2 separate regions of the Arachis hypogaea genome follow, and region 2 is linked to region 1. A link is a contact called in public Hi-C data. All regions are on one chromosome and are shown on one strand. Each heading gives the region's core, a stretch centred on a gene start, on an enhancer-like site or on the middle of the called end of the contact. The rest is flanking DNA. Distances are from core to core; before and after follow the strand shown. Region 1 holds the start of LOC140172869 (protein FAR1-RELATED SEQUENCE 5-like). Region 2 has its middle 13 kb from the start of LOC112779013.

Region 1 (4,196 bases), core at 561-3,060:
TGCCCATTGCATTCTAAAATAAGATTTAACATTCATAATCTCATCCTTAACTGTCGTAGTATTAACATGGATACAACTGACGTCAGCAGCACAATGACTGAAAATACGAAACATGCATACCTCTAGAACCCACTGTTGGAAGGTATCGGAACTCAGTGTATTAAACTGCGTAGGAGTGATAGCGGGAGCTTGTTCAGGTGAGGAAATTGTCGTAGCTGCTTGAGTAGGAACGACCCCGTGCTTTGTTGAGCAGCTGGGAGCGGCAAAGAACTGTTCTATGTGCTGCCCACCAAGGAAGAAGTTGCCGCCACCAACCCCTGGGTTCAGCCGGGATAGACTCGAGTTGGTTGCATTTGGTTCGGGGGGTCTCGGTATGTATGGATCCGCACCGCCGGGATTACCAGGTTGAGAGATGCCATGTACAGCCTACAAGTAGATAAACAACTTATTCACATAAGAGGGCTATGGAAGAATAAATTGTACGTTGCGAAGCAAAAGGCAATTCAATAAACATAAGCAACATGTTACGTGGGACCGACACCAACCAAAAAAAGTAAATCACATATAATGTGTCAAGTTTACAACACATACTATATTCAACATGCGTGCATAGATGTATTCCAGCAGATAATATGAATCCAGTTATTCAGTAACCATTGGCTTGTCATATTCCCATCGAATTTTCCAAACCACTGTATCTCACCTTGCATAGGTAAATCACATATAAAAAATAACCCAAAGCATGAAACATACCTCCAAGCAACTACGCCCCGAACGATTCCCACTGGGCTCTCCTGATGATGGATCCCCGACTGTGGCTGATGTCCCTTCTCGGATGCCAGCTTGGCTCATCTCCCTTTGGGACATGCATGTCCTCTTCGTGTGACCGGGAAGCCCACAAGAAGTGCAGCAACACCTCTTCCCCCCAGGCACCGCATTTGTCAAGGACCTCGTTGTTGCGGTAATCTTTCACCACCCTATCCAGGCTCTGAACCAATTCAAGAAGGCTATTTGTGGACTTCAGAAACCCTTTGACGAATGCATTTATGCCCTCACACCTGGAAGTTGTCCTGTAGCCGGCGCAAAAGGTGCCCTGTAGATATGCCGTTGCCCAACTCCGTCTTAATTTGTAGGTGCTTTTAACCCAGCTGTTGTCCATTAATCCCAAGATTTTCACGGTTGTGCTCCAGTACTCCTCAAACTCGGCAACATCAAAGTTTGCATAAACTGCCTTTTTGAAGACCTTCCGAAATTCGGGCTCCTTCACCCTTAAGACACAGTTTTTTTCCAAGTGCCACCCGCATAGGCGATGCCTAGCTGACTGAAGCACATCCGCAATCGCTGCCCACATGGCTTTATCCCCGTCGGTGACCACAACAGAAGGCTTCTTGTTTTCCATGACATCAAGCATATTCAGCAACACCCATCTATATGTACGGACCTTCTCGTCCTCTAGCAACGCGAATCTGAAAATTGCCATCTGCTTGTGATGATTTGATGTAGAGAACACCACTAGAGGCCTCTTGTACTTGTTGGACCTATATGTTGCATCAAATGCAAGGACGTTACCGAACAGCTGGTAATCCGCCATCATCTGCCCATCCGCCCAGAAAAGGCTGCCAAGTTGATCCCCTGTTGTTTTCGTATATCTAGCGACAGTCATCATGTCCGCGTTGGCCTTGCCTTCCAAATAACTTATTGCTGCTGCCGCGTCTCCGTCATTAATTTGTGCTATTCATTGGCTGTGAACGTAATTATACAGATCCCTCTTCGTAAACTGAAGCATCCCGTACCCCCCTGACTGCCCGGCCATGTACGCCATAATCTTCGAGGTCGCAATCCCAAACTTTTTTAGACTATCAACTTGAGCCTTATCACTTTCACTCAGATTCCGATGACTGGGAATAAGATGAGTAAACACGGTTGTAGCAAGAGGGTGGTTATGGTTGTCGTCTATCCTCCGGACTTTCCATACCTGATCTTGCAAATCATAGTAAATTTTCAGCTTCGCTGAACAACCCGTGCAACTCTTCGGCTTCTCCTCCCTTACTCTTTCTGGACAATCGTAGTGTTTCCCATGCCTTGTACCTTGACGGTGACAAAAAAGTCTTGTCTTACCAAAACACCGTTCATTCGAGCCACATCACCCTTCCTTACACCAGACCCCCTGAGCCTGGCAAACTGTTTGTATGCCGCATAAGCCTCTTCCTCAGTACTAAACACTTTGTCCAAGAAATCCTCTGTGGACCTAAAACTGGGAGCATCACCCACACATGTCTCCTGGCCTGGGCCAACCCCGTTCCTGTGGGTTTCGTCACCCGTTTCAGCCGTCTCGGAGTCATTCTCGTAGGAGTCATCCTCGTCATCCCCACTCGAAGAAGTGATACGAAAATACTCCTCCTCACTAAGCCCGCCCGAATCATCCTCTCCAACGGTGCACTGCAAGTTCGAATCCATCTTTGACAAGAAAAGAAGTCATTCACCTGGAAGATGGTTAGTCGGCAAGTAACTTATCATGACTTACTATGCAACTTAATTAAACACCCTCATCGGAATAAGTACTTAAAACAGGCTAAGCATACTTAAATAGAAAAACCAAACTTCATACAACAACGAGTGTTCCTCACGCTACATTTACTACACATCGATCGATGCAATTAGTAGTCCCAGACGGGAAACATGGTGTGACAATCTCAAATCGAATACAAAGTAACAACCAGCAAATATTTAAATAATTATATAGACAGCAACTCTCCGCTTATAAATGATACTACGTATTTTAACGCACACTGAATAACCGGTAAACTCATCAACAATGCCACAACACCAACATACTTACATATAGTCGGGTCCAACCTGGGGACAGGGTGTGGATACCATGAATAATCTTTATCAATTTCAGCCAACCCTCAACACTTGCTTTCTGTCCAATTTATTCAGCCTGAATGAATGGATTATTTGAGCAATGCAGCAAAGTTATCCACATGGTCAAAATAATAAAGAATAACAACAATAAGTGTTTTCAATTGAGATCATAACAAGAACAAAAAAAAAAGGAGTGGGAGCCATGCTCTATCACAACATTAGTATAAGAAATGTTTTCTTTGCCAAAAAAGAAAAGAAAATAGTCTTTCTTACGATAGGGACCGCTGATGTGGGAACCTACATTGAATACAACTAATTCAGCACCTCCTCTTACATAATATATTTTACTTATTATTGACTTATCAAAAATTAAAAAAAAATAATAGCCTAATGCCATACAAACAAAACTAGCACAACATAAGACATAACTCACGTTACTCAACCAATGGAACATGTAAACGGTATAGCTAGTCTTTTAAGCCAACTCTCACGCTATAAATCACATGATTTTTTTATTCGTACCTTCGGTGTGAGAAAGACATTGCATACTAATACACTGAAACTTTCCATCTTTTTAAATATGACTACTAAAGACTATTCAATTGTTACTTGCACGATCTACGATCGCCCAGTACACATCCACAAACATGTCAAACAATTTTGTATGAACCCTATTCTCTATCACAATTAACTTCTTTTTCTTCGTAATCTCATTTTTGTTCTTACAATGTTGGCAAATCCATAAAAAGGTACCTTAAAGACAACATTGAAGCATGGCAATGTGTAGATGACTCACTTCATGTGTTCTATGCAATGACTAGCTACGGTAAGAAAGGAACACCTGAATGTCAAACATAAAAACACAAAGAGGGACGAGAAATTTCATGCGACAAGTAGCAATTGTAAATCAATCCCAAAACTCTATAACACCAACAACTCAGTATTCAGGTTGAACGAGACAAGTTGACATTCTAGTCGTAGAAATTCAAAAGGAGGAAAGCATAAAGGCAATAACATATACAACAAAACTGGATAAACCACGTACCTCATGCTTCTAGCCGAAACCAAAGCCAGACACAATGCAACGGACGTTTTCAATAGATTAATGGATTGAGTTCACTTCAATACACCAAATGCTTCAAACCTCTAAATCAAGACACCGTTTTCAACAGAGTATAACCCAACAGATCAAAAACCAGCCTACTTCATACCTGCCCCGACCCGGGAAGTAGCGCAGCACCAGCTTTCGCCCCCGCCCGCAGCGGTAACGTCTTACGCACAGCCACAATCAGCGCCGGATAGGAGAGGAACCAGCAACCTACACCGGAGTT
Region 2 (4,196 bases), core at 826-3,325, 40 kb before region 1:
ATGCAAGTGATTGCTTAACCATATCCGCTAGTCTTCTCTCTCTTCAAAAACCTTATCATTTTAGTTTTAATCAAAGCATCAATAAATCCCAACAATTCATTTCTTTTGTTTCTTTTGGATGTACAATTAGTTTTGATGTATTTTAATTTAAATATGGAACTTCAATATATAATTATTCACTAATCTTTGTTCTTTTTAACAAAATCGTATCATTTATATGAGTGGTGGTCCAATATTCAATAGTGGGAAAAAATTAGGTCAATAAAAAGTTTGGTCGTTAATTAAAAGGGAAAAAAAGAGGGAATTTAGTTGGATAAACCTGAATCATGTGGTGTTTAAAATAGTAAAACAAAATAAAAGAAGTTTTGACGATGGAATAATTAGTGCAGTTAGTCAAATTTGATTTAGATAATGAAAAAATAAATAACCAATAACCCAATGCAAGTTGATGAGTGTGATGAATAGATTGAACGACATATCTATTTGATGAATGACCACTCACTACTACTCATGCTTTGTGATCACATCTTTCTCTTCTTAGAAAAAATTTAATAAACAACTCCTTTTTATGCTCCATGCTACACTTTGTTCCTTTATATATTTCAGAAAATGAAATTCTGCTATTGGAGTCTTTTCGGTTTGTGTTTGTTCTTGTCATTTTGGAATTCTCTTCTATGCATGCGTGTCTGCCATGGCAGATTCCCGCTGCATCTACTCCATGATTGATTTTATTTTAGTTTTAATTTCTACATATCCTCGGTTACTACTTATAATCCTTATTAAGGCGCATTATTTTTTATGTAAAGTTGATATCTGAAAACTGTTAGATAATAATTTAATTAAACATGTCAAATCATCAAATAATTCTTAACTATTAACTTTATATAAAATAACTGCACATGAATCTCTAGCTAATTCATAATCTTATTAGCATTCATACATGGTTATGCTTAAATATCTTACTGATGGTAACATTTACCTAAATTGTTGAGTTTGAAAGTTGATAGCACATAGTATATATAGTTATTAAAATTGCATTGGACCAATATATAATTGATTCAACTAATAATATCTAAGGTATAATATATTTAAGTTTGATAACTTAAAACTGAACTGAAAAGACTCTAGTTTCTGCTTCAATTGTTAATTCAATTGAACTTCTTCATTAATAAGTATAGTTTTTAAAATAATAGAATCTTATACCCATCTTCCGATTCCTTCATTACCCTCGGCTACAACCTGTGTTATGAATCTATGAATTTTGTCTCTATGAATGACCCCATTCTGATCTCTTGCTTGTTAATGAAATGAATGCAATAAGTGCATCTAAGGTATTATTAGGGTACCCTTTCAATATAATCAAAACTCTTTGGACACTGTTACTAGCTAATAGATAAGTTAGGAAGATTATTTTCAAGTGTACCTTCTCTTATTATAAATTACTTCAAATTTTTACAAGATTTCGTACAGGCTCTTACATCACTTTTTTGTGGGATTTGGTCCTGCATCTGCTGTAATCTTTATGGCATTTGGTCCCATTCCTAATTAATGAATCCAACCTCATAAATATGTGGTTACTTATCTTCTACCCATAATTAATACTAATGGGAAATAAATAAATTAAAAATGGAAGAATTTGTGTTTTCACCTACTTATGAATTCAGTCTAGTCCATTTTGGTATAAAATAAGAGGAGAGTCCTACCTCTATAAAAATTTTATATTCAATTTAAGATTATTTCTGTTTTTCTTTTCTTTTTTTAAAAAAGGAGCCCTTGCCCTTTATCAGGTATTCTTGGTCAAAATGCTTTTTTTCCACGATATAATTATTCTATGTACAAAATAAAATTTAAATTTTTGATGATGTTGATAACAACACAACATATATTTCGTTAAAAATACTGTTGGGCCATAATTGAAAATGTATTATTGGGCCTTAAACTGAGCCTTTGTGGAAATGGTAGAGTAGCTGTGGATTCATCAAAGGGTTTTTTTGCAATGATTAATGCATGAAGATTGTTCAAGATTCAAATGTGCCTTGACAAAAAAAAAAAGATTCAAATGTGCTTTTCTGACCCCCAACACACACAAAGCGGCCCTTTTTATGACCAAAAGACTATAAGAAAAAACAAAATGCTTGTGCTGTTGAAAGGTGAGATACTCCTGACCAGAAACCAAAAAAAAAAAAAAAAAGAAAGAAAGGTGAGATAGATACTAGCCTGAAGGGCACTTGTTTAGTACATATTAGTATTTAACTCACCGAAAATGTATTATAAGTATAAAAATTTGAAATTTTCATCTCTCAGTACCATGGAGAGCTTTTCTCTCTAAAAGAGAGATTCTCGAACTTTGGTTCTCTTTCTCAGGAAGGAATTCTCATCCGCTGAATGATCTTAATCTTTTTAAGTGAGAATCATACCACCCAAACAACTAAACTAATCATGTCAACGCGAGGAGAAGAGCAAGTAGCGACCTATAGCTTGTAATCAATTGAAGGAAGAGTCGTCACGTTCACCACAAACGAGCAAAGAGAATTCAATGAAGACAGCATCAACCTGGTGGAAAAAATATTATTAGAGAAAGAGATTAATTTTAAAACAAGCAATCAGATACTAATGGGTATATGGAAAAATCCGGAAAAAGTGTTTTTTATTGAGATAGGGAAGAATAAGATGCACATAAATTTCAAAGATAAGAAAAAAGGCATTTAAGTTTTGAAGAATGGACCATGGTGTGTGAAGGGATCTCTGCTCAACCTACGACTTTGGGTCGAAGGTGAATCAATTCACAACATAAAACTTGACCACATGGAATTTTAGATTCAAGTACATGGGCTGCCTCTAGAGTTCATCAACAGGAAAACAGCTGAAATAACAGGCAATATGGTGAGAATTTCAATAGAAGTAGAAGGTTCAAAGGTGAAAAATGTGACAGTCAGAACCTTTCTAAGGATAAGGCCAGCGATTAACGTGCATGAGCTACTACCAACGAGATTTTGGATGAATAGGGATAATCCGCCTCAAATATGGATACACTTTAAGTATGAGAGACTGCTGGATTGCTTTTGCTTAAACTGTGGCAAAATTGGCCATAGCAAGAAGGTATGCAAGGAGGAGAAGGCAATGGCGGTATGGAATCTACAAATGACAAAATACTCACCAGATTTAGCAGTTGCACAGGCCAAATAGATAAGATTTTTGGAAGAAAGAAGAGCAGGAATGAGAAAACGAAGGGGCTGGGGGAGACAGAGGCAGTGCGTGTATATAAAACGTGGAGTAGATGGAGTGAAAAAAATTATGACACAGATAGAGGTAGAAAAAGTAATGATGGAGGTCTAAGCAAAAATCCGGCTGAAAAGAGGCAATTAGGCGGCGAAAAGTCAGGAAATGCAACAGATTTAGGGATGAAAGGACATGTGAAAAATATCCCTGAAAATCTGATCCTAGAGAGAGAAAAATATGAAGAGAGAGATCTAGAAATGACAGGGCAGAAAGGGGATATTAGTCAAAACATAAGAAGGTTGAGGGGTATGGGTATAATGGGCTGGAATAGTCAAAGCCCAACAAGAGAAGAGGAGGTAGCTAATAGTTGGGAGAAAACTACTCCTGGTTGCTTCAAGTCCAATAGTAAAGAGACCACACCTAAGAAATATTTCAGCAAACAAGGGAATGAAGAACTTTTTTGGTATAGATTAGAGGATGTTGATCATGATATAACCGTGGGCCCTAAGCACACTATGGGCTCAATCTTCAAGGCAGAGATGGTCAATACAAACAATATTTACTTAGTAAAAGTAGGAGAACAGGTCACAACTAGAGAAAATGCAAAAAATATAGAAGCGGTGAGTGTTATTATAGCAAGTAAGTAAAAGGAGAGATCAGAATTTTTCAAAGGAGAAAACGTCAGGAAAATTGAGACAAGGCATGAAACAAAAACAGAAAAAGTATACTTCGTAGAAATGCCAAAGGAAGAGAATGAAGATGAGCTGGAAGGAGAGGAAATTAATAAAATTTCAGAGGCGCTAGAAACTGAACTGGTGCAGGGGATCAATTGCAACTTAAGGCTGAAGAGAAGACATGAGGACGTAGAAGGCAGGGATAAAAGGGTGGTCTATTCAAGTCACTATAGGAGGTAGACATCATGGAGAGGCAAGCAAGAGAGGAAGAAGTGAACCACAAGCAGGGACAGCGGAAGAGAG

The links. A called contact is a pair of places that touch in the nucleus more often than the background predicts.
Region 2: a contact with region 1 is called in a Hi-C map of an unstated tissue, with 5 times the contacts expected there. The contact joins the enhancer-like site here to the promoter of LOC140172869 in region 1. A contact is called at or near these places in 5 of 8 Hi-C or Micro-C datasets (leaf and an unstated tissue).

The regions. Positions count from the first base shown.
Region 1 is chr19:147,536,971-147,541,166 of arahy.Tifrunner.gnm2.J5K5, reverse strand. LOC140172869 (protein FAR1-RELATED SEQUENCE 5-like) reads right to left here and starts at 1,810. Exons shown (of 3, transcript XM_072226631.1): 1 at 754-1,810; 2 at 121-426; 3 at 1-13. The coding sequence starts at 1,666. The coding sequence ends at 764. It overlaps LOC114925911 (a long non-coding RNA gene), which reads right to left. Exons shown (of 2, transcript XR_011876962.1): 1 at 3,911-4,196; 2 at 2,563-2,941.
Region 2 is chr19:147,576,865-147,581,060 of arahy.Tifrunner.gnm2.J5K5, reverse strand. No RefSeq gene overlaps it. Among protein-coding and RNA genes, the nearest start is that of LOC112779013, 13 kb to the left of the region's middle. Within about 2 kb of position 2,075, at least 3 of the 3 cell types and tissues checked have open chromatin away from gene starts, as enhancers often do.